Regions from separate parts of the Mus musculus genome. Here region 2 is linked to region 1. Evidence: chromatin contacts called from public Hi-C data. All regions are on one chromosome and are shown on one strand. Each heading gives the region's core, a stretch centred on a gene start, on an enhancer-like site or on the middle of the called end of the contact. The rest is flanking DNA. Distances are from core to core; before and after follow the strand shown. Region 1 has its middle 130 kb from the start of Immp2l. Region 2 overlaps Immp2l (IMP2 inner mitochondrial membrane peptidase-like (S. cerevisiae)).

What was found. Hi-C and Micro-C count contacts between places; a contact is called where the count stands out from the background.
Region 2: a contact with region 1 is called in a Hi-C map of pancreatic cancer cells, with 2.2 times the contacts expected there. The contact joins two enhancer-like sites. A contact is called at or near these places in 1 of 15 datasets of contacts at CTCF or cohesin (pro-B cells), 4 of 484 Hi-C or Micro-C datasets (the C2C12 cell line, Sertoli cells, nephron progenitors and 1 more) and 3 of 115 datasets of contacts at active chromatin or transcription factors (embryonic stem cells and pancreatic cancer cells).

The regions. Positions count from the first base shown.
Region 1 is chr12:40,895,685-40,899,717 of GRCm38.p6, reverse strand. No RefSeq gene overlaps it. Among named protein-coding and RNA genes, the nearest start is that of Immp2l, 130 kb to the left of the region's middle. Within about 2 kb of position 2,522, at least 25 of the 459 cell types and tissues checked have an H3K27ac peak or open chromatin away from gene starts, as enhancers often do. A contact at or near this core is called in pancreatic cancer cells, where this site is marked.
Region 2 is chr12:41,088,515-41,092,578 of GRCm38.p6, reverse strand. All of the region lies in intron 3 of Immp2l (IMP2 inner mitochondrial membrane peptidase-like (S. cerevisiae)), which reads right to left. Among named protein-coding and RNA genes, the nearest start is that of Immp2l, 66 kb to the right of the region's middle. Within about 2 kb of position 1,633, at least 39 of the 459 cell types and tissues checked have an H3K27ac peak or open chromatin away from gene starts, as enhancers often do. A contact at or near this core is called in pancreatic cancer cells, where this site is marked.

The DNA of each region.
Region 1 (4,033 bases), core at 1,273-3,772:
TGCCTAGACATTCAAATATATGACCCTAGGAGGGCCATTCTTATGGCCAAACCACCACCCAAAAGAAGCATTTCTTTTCTTTTAAGGTCTTAGGTTGTTTTCACAACGCAGTCTCCTTTCTAATGCCCTCCCACCCCAAGGCACTTTTTCCTAGTAGAGCTAATTTCTGAAGGTCGTTTAGGTCTCTGCTCCTTTCCTGAACCAATCTGACTCGTTTGTCCATCTCACGTCTTCTTGATGACCACTTTTGTGTAAGCTTAAAGGCTCTGTTTAATTGAAGGAGACAGCTAATAAGTACCAGGGTGAATACTAGGAAACAGCATTGACTGGAACGGCATGTTGTGTTATCCTTTTACAATTATTTATTTTTGAGTCAGATTTTCTACTGTAGCCCAGGCTCACCTGCTGCTCATTGTATAGATCACACCTGTCTTCAACTTGCTGCAACTCTCCTACCTCCGCCTTTTAAGTGCTTGGATTCCAGGCATATGTGTCACCATGCAAGGCCTCTTTGGTGTTATTTTGGCCTACATTCCCCTTGGGTGACTGATTTGCTACTATGTTCATCACTGTCGAACAAGAGTACACAAATTTTCACTTACCTGTAGGAAGTGACTTTGACTAACATTTAAAAAAAAAAAAAAAAAAAAGCTTTCTATCCCTTCTAGTCATCCTGTGCTCAAGAATCTTCTCTTAAGTGGACTCTAAATCACACGACTGGGATCTGGACCCGACAGTGAGCAGTCACCCGCTTTTCATGTGTTATCTCCATTAATCTTCATACCAACCTTGAGAAACCATTACCACCCTCCCTATTCGATAGGTGTAAAGATCTTGAATGTTACAGCAGCAAGTGGAGACTCCATAGCCTGGCTGCTCACCCCTACTCAGCACTGCCTCTGGAAGCCTGCTGGAATGCCCTCAGTAGTTTGCATCATGGCTCAGTATCAGGGCAACTTTGCTTCGAAAATCTTATTTGCTGCACACCTTGTTTACAAAAAAAAGAAAAGTCACATTGGTTATGCCAAGGCTTCCTCTTCAGTGTTGGCTCGGGAGGGCCATTTCACTGGAGATGGCAGACAGCTTTCATCTGCATGCCAGTGCCAAACAGTAAGCAAAAGCTGCATGGGGCTCAGCACTGGAGGATGCTCGGGGACTTGGCAGGAGAAGGTGATTAATTAGAAATGGCTCCCCTGGGCCCTGGAGCAGGAAGTCTTTGCCTCGCCTGAAGCTAGCTTTCTGGAACCACTCATGTGCTCAGTCATTTTCTAGCTAGCACAGGCCTGCCCTGGATTTCCTCTTTTTATTCATGGCTTTGGGTTTGGTTGGGTTTTTTTTTTTTTGGGCAGGTGGGGGGATCATTCTTTTTTTTTTTTCACTAGTTAAGTTTTAAATTTTGAATCCAATTGTGTGAAGATGCCGAAAAATATAATTTCCCTTGCTTACAAAATCCAGAATTACTATATATTTGAGGTGAAATCAGATAAACTAATAAAAGGATGGGCTATATGAGCTAAATTCTTAGATTTTATAATCTATTAAAAAAACAAGTTTCATAGAACGTATAGTATTTCATCAACTTTTGTGCTTATGCTTGCTAATTTTAAAATTGTTTACCGCTTACCAAACAGCTCCTATTGACCACACAACCCATTTTCAGTTTCACTGATAAAATTCCCAAGTTTGAAGACTCATTAAGAATTAAAAACAAAACAAAACGAAAATAAAAGTAACAACAAAAAACAACATAGATTGTTTGTCTTAAGAATTTCATTGTTTAGCTCATTGGTTAGAATGCAATAAGAGTATTTTTAAATGTACCTATAGCTTTTAAATTTTTCTCACTGAACTTCTACCTTTATAGAGAATAAAGCAGGCTCCAAATAGATGTTTACAGAAGACATAAACTGCTTTGAGAAGGCCATGCTTTCTAATGTTCTACAAAGGAAAGACATTGAAAATTCTCCCTGAAAGAAAATTTTAAACAGATAAGTACTAGATACACTTTCTTCAAAAAGTAAAAATATGTACATAGTAAAATTATAATTAAAATTCTCTGCAGCTGTTTTTTTTTTTTCCCAACCCCAAACTCTAAAACATAATTTAAGAGAAGGAAGTTCTGTGACCTTTTGCATCCACAGGAGTAACACATACCTAGAATATTCTATGCTTAGCATTTGCATACTGATTCTTCGTTTGAAAAAAAGAAGTGGATTCTGGCAATCAATTCATCTGGTCCAAATTACAGACAGTGCTTTGAGAGTTTTTCTCTGCTCAAGTATCCCAACTCTAAGCACATGAAAAGAGAGAGCACAAGTCACATGGCAGCCTCAAGAGAATCGTCATTTTAATTGCATTGATCTTACTTCATGAGGTTAAATACAATTGTTCCCCAAGTAATATATCATTTTTATTGAGGTTAATGTTGAGTCAAGATGTAATTTCAGCAGCTTCTTAAAGGTGTTTGATCTGTCTCCCCAGCCACAGGCTGATACTTATTGTTCACTTGGAATTCCAAACTGGTCTTACTCCACTCATTAGAGTTGAATATACTTTAAATAAATACTGTGATTCAAGATAGAAGTATGTGTGTGCTATTTAAGTAAAGAAACTTCAGAAGGCTTCCATCTTTCAACATGGCAAACTTGATGACAAGTGATTGTTGACCTCAAAGTCTCTGATACTGTTCTCATTGAGAGTTTGGGGCAGTTTTTCAAAGTTTTCAAAAGTTTTGGACACTAGAGCTCAGCAGAAGTGACATAAAATGTCCTATGCCTTTGACCCAAAATGTGCTCTGCCTATTTTCAGGATGTGCAGGGACAAAGACAAAGCAGAAACAAAGATAGTGGCCAACCAATGACTCCTCTAAACTAAGACCCAGCCCATGGGCAAGAACCAATCCCTAACACTCTTGATGATACTGTTATGCTTGCAGACAAGACTCCTTCCTCCCAACAGCCAATGGAAACAGATGCACAGACTCACAGCCAAATATTAGATGGAGCTCTGGGAGTCTTGTAGAAGAGTTGGGAGAAAAATTGAGGGACTTGAAGATAGGGACTCCACAAGAAGACCAACACAGTCAACTAACCTGAAACTTTGGTGGCTCCCAGAGACTGGACGGCCAACCAAAGAGACCATAGGTTGGACCCAGGCCCCTTCTGCGTACTTAGCAGAAGTGCAGCTTGGTTTTCATACAAGTCCCCCAACAACTGGAACAGGAGCTGACCCTGAATCTGTTATCTGCTTATGGATCCCATTCCCCTACCTGGGCCACCTTGTCTAGCTTCAGTGAGAGAGGATACTCCTAGTCCTGCAGTGACTTGATGAGCAGGGGTGTGTGTGTGTGTGTGTGTGTGTGTGTGTGTGTGTGTGTATACACTGGAAAGGGGGCTGATACTGGAATGTTAAGTGAATAAATAAATAATTTAATAAAGAAACAGCCTATAATGCTAGGACACGAAAGACAATGCAGCTTGCTTGCTGGGATACTCATTCTGTTCTTGGCAGCTGGAGTTACCATGTAGAAACTCAGCCTTCAAGAAGTCTCCATGCTGGAAAGACTCACACAAGTTTGCCTGCAGACACTCCTGGTCAAGACCAGCTCCCAGATACCTAACAAATGAACCTGGTATGATTGATGAAGCATCAGGTGACTTAGTCTTTGAGTTATATCCTCAGCTCCACTGCTCAAAGCTTCCTTTCTTTTTTAAGTTCTATTATATGTGTATGGGTGTTTCACCTGCATGTATGCCTGTGTAGCACTAGTGTGCATGGTGCCCAAAGAGGCCAGAAGAAGGCATCAGACACCTTGGAACTAGAGTTACAAATGTTTGTAAGTTGCCATATGGGTACTGGAATTAAACCCAGATTCTCTGGAGGGGCATTTAGTGATCTTAACTGCTAAGCCATCTCTCCAGTCCCTGTTCAAAACTTCTTAGTTGAGGTCCAAGAATGAAGGAGGTAAGATATATTACTATGTGTGCCCTATTTGAATTTCTCCCCCCAGAGAATCCATGAGCACAATTAATCA
Region 2 (4,064 bases), core at 384-2,883, 190 kb before region 1:
AGAGGAGGGCAAACAGAGAGAATGGGAGAAGAGGCAAGGAAGGCAGAGTCAATAGAAGAAGAGAGAGAAGGGATGGAGAGAAGCAGAAACTTTACAACCGCTCAGAAGGCCAGTTTTGAGCTCTGAGGCTGTAGCTTCAATCTGTGGAGTTGTCAGTGAAGTATTTACTCTCTGTCCTGTGTCCCCAATGGTAAAGCAGTACCTTCATCATACAGCCGAGAGATGTTAAATTGCTACTCTACTGCAATGACTAGAATACTGTTAGCAAGCAATGCTTTTAACTACTCCTAGGTAGAAAAACAAAAGAACTAACTCTGGAGAGTGGAATAGATTTTTGGTGTGTGTTTTTTCTATCATTTCTAAGTTTCTAGCATCAATACATAATATTTAATGAAGAACAAGAAATAAGTTGTCTCTAAGGGGTGAACCAGTGGATTTTATATCCTTTTCTTATATACTTCTAAAGTTTATCTTCCTTTTTAACTGTCTTTTATTGTTTAGCCAGCCCCTCAATTCTCTTCCCTGCAACTTGACTGCAAGAGTTCAACTCTGGGGTCTGGGTAAGTCGAGACTGCTGTTCTTCCTCTGGGGTCACTCTCCCTTTCAGCTTCTTCAATCCTTCCCCTAATTCAACCATATGGGTTCCCCAACTTCAGTCCAATGGTTGGATGTAAGTATTCTCAGACAGCTGCTAGTAGGACCTCTCAGAGGACAGCCATCCTGAGGCCCCTAGCACATATGTAGCATATGTCTGGCTTGTCTGGCCTCAGTGGGAGAAGATTCACTTAATCCTTGAGAGCCTTGAGGTCCCAGGGAAGGCAAAGGCCTGATGGTGGAGAGCACCCTCTCAGAGACAAGGGGGAGGAGGAATGGGATGAGGAACTGTGGGAAGGGGGACTGAGGTGGGAAACGACTGCAATATAAATAAATAAAATAATTTAAATTTAAAAAAAGAGTTCAACTCTGGCTTTGTCTATGATTTAATAACTATGAAACTCTATTTATGGGACTGGAGAACTGGGTCAGAGGTTAGAAGTCGGTGTTCTTGTTGAGGACAAAAGTTACCCAGCACCCAGGCCAGGCAGCTCAAAACTGTAAGGGCTTTGATGCCTGGGACCTCTGTGGGCAATTACATTCACCTGCACATAACACATGCACACAACTATGCACACTTTACAAATAATAAAAGTCAATCTGTTTTTTAAATACATGTGTGTTATTTCATAGCTAAAAGTCCAGGGTAAATATTCTGGTTTACAGTTCCAATTATTCATGACAAGTGATAAATCATGTAAAATTAATGAAATTTAAAATTTATATAAGTATTTATTTTATACATTAATAAGTTATATAATATTTTGTGTGTAATAAAAGCCCAATGCAATGTAAGGCTTTTCTTTCATGCAAAGAAGAAACCACTTTCTCTATCATACATACTCCTTGACATATAAGTGTTCAGAAAAAGGTAAACAAAAAAAGTAACAAAAAGAAGAGAATGATTTCAAATAGTAAGGTATTTGAAAAGCTCTGCTTTTAATGTGTATGAGTGTTTTGCCTGCATGTCTATCTGTGCACCATGTGCATGCCTCGTGCTTGCTGGAGAAGCCAGAAGGATTGCCTAACTGGAGTTACAGATGGTCGAGAGGTTCCCTAGGACTACTGGGAATCAAACCCAGTGTCCTCTGGAAGAGCAACTGGAGCTCTTAACCACTAAGCCATCTCTCCAGGCCCTGAAAAGGTCCTTTAGATAACTGTGCCAGAAGTGAAACACTCCAAAATGCTTACTTCCATAATGTGTACAATAGTGTTAACAATTTATTCAGAAGGCTACCTGTAAAGTTGTAGACATTCTGTAGCTTCCCAGAAACTTTGTGTCCATATAGTATCAATTAAAGGTTAATCAAATAAAGGTGAGTGAAAGAAAGAAAGAAAGAAAGAAAGAGAGAAAGAAAGAAAGAAAGAAAAACAGATTTTAGAGCCTTTGTTTCCTTTTGTTGAATTTGAAACTGCTTTATATAAAAGTAAAATTTTTAACTCCAGCTTCAAGGGATATCAATAGAAATTTTGATTTGTGGCTCCCTTAAATTGCATAGAGCCAACCTAGCATTATTAAGGGGTTGAACTGTGTTGGAAACAAGCTGCTTATTAAAATGAATTGTTAAGCTTTGCAGCAGATGAGAAAGAACAAAAGAACTATAGGCCTTATATTACTCATCCTATTGCTACAAAACAAAGCACTCCAAAACATTAAAGAAGAACCATTGGCCCACAATTCCGCAATCCCATGTGCACTGGCCTAGCTGAGTGACTCAGACAGCTGCAGCGGACCGGTCTCTCCTGCAGGCATCCATCAAGCCCCAGTTTGCCATTCTATCTGCTAAAGGAGATCAATTGGCCAAGCCAAGAAAAAGTGTGGGGGAGACTGCACAGAGCCTGTATACCAAGGAACATGAATCAGAGGGTTTAGGGCAACGGGAAGGATGGTAACATAGCAATCTACCAGCACTCTGCTCTCTGGATCTGATGAATCATAGCCCTCCCACCTGCAGCGGTTTCAAAGAATCCCTAAGTCTGAGTCTTTGATAGAGGAGCAAAGTTCTTTTTCTGCAATAGGCATCAGGGTAAAGGTAAAAATTCCAGGCTATGGCTTGGGTTTGATTCATTTAGAAACTGAAACTCATGACATAAAAACACAAACATCTTTTCTAAAAAATAAAAAAAAAAAACAGTGGAAGAAACAAGAGAAGTTATTTGTTCACAAAATCCAGCACTGTACATATATAGGCCTCCTATGCAAAGAATGTACCTCTTCCTGGAATGACTCCACCACATATAGCTAGCTCCTGGCCCACCCCTGGGCTTTTGACTAGGAGACCACATTCTTTTTTTTTTTTTTTTTTTTTGTTTAAGAAATGGTTTTATCATAATATATCAGAGACCATAGGCCCCCTTTTAAACTGACTGTTTCCTCAGAAAATTGGACATAGTACTACCGGAGGATCCAGCAATACCTCTCCTGGGCATATATCCAGAAGATGCCCCAACTGGTAAGAAGGACACATGCTCCACTATGTTCATAGCAGCCTTATTTATAATAGCCAGAAGCTGGAAAGAACCCAGATGCCCCTCAACAGAGGAATGGATACAGAAAATGTGGTACATCTACACAATGGAGTACTACTCAGCTATTAAAAAGAATGAATTTATGAAATTCCTAGCCAAATGGATGGACCTGGAGGGCATCATCCTGAGTGAGGTAACACATTCACAAAGGAACTCACACAATATGTACTCACTGATAAGTGGATATTAGCCCCAAACCTAGGATTCCCAAGATATAAGATACAATTTGCTAAACACATGAAACTCAAGAAGAATGAAGACTGAAGTGTGGACACTATGCCCCTCCTTAGAATTGGGAACAAAACACCCATGGAAGGAGTTACAGAGACAAAGTTTGGAGCTGAGATGAAAGGATGGACCATGTAGAGACTGCCATATCCAGGGATCCACCCCATAATCAGCATCCAAACGCTGACACCATTGCATACCCTAGCAAGATTTTATTGAAAGGACCCAGATGTAGCTATCTCTTGTGAGACTATGCCAGGGCCTAGCAAACACAGAAGTGGATGCTCACAGTCAGCTATTGGATGGATCACATTGCCCCCAATGGAGGAGCTAGAGAAAGAACCCAAGGAGCTAAAGGGATCTGCAACCCTATAGGTGGAACAACATTATGAACTAACCAGTACCCCGGAGCTCTTGACTCTAGCTGCATGTGAATCAAAAGATGGCCTAGTCAGCCATCACTGGAAAGAGAGGCCCATTGGACACGTAAACTTTGTATGCCCCAGTACAGGGGAACGCCAGGGCCAAAAAGGGGGAGTGGGTGGGTAGGGGAGTGGGGGTGGGTGGGTATGGGGGACTTTTGGTATAGCATTGGAAATGTAAATGAGCTAAATACCTAATAAAAATGGAAAAAAAAAAAGAAATGGTTTTATCATAATATATCAGAGACCATAGGCCCCCTTTTAAACTGACTGTTCCTTTTAATACAAGAT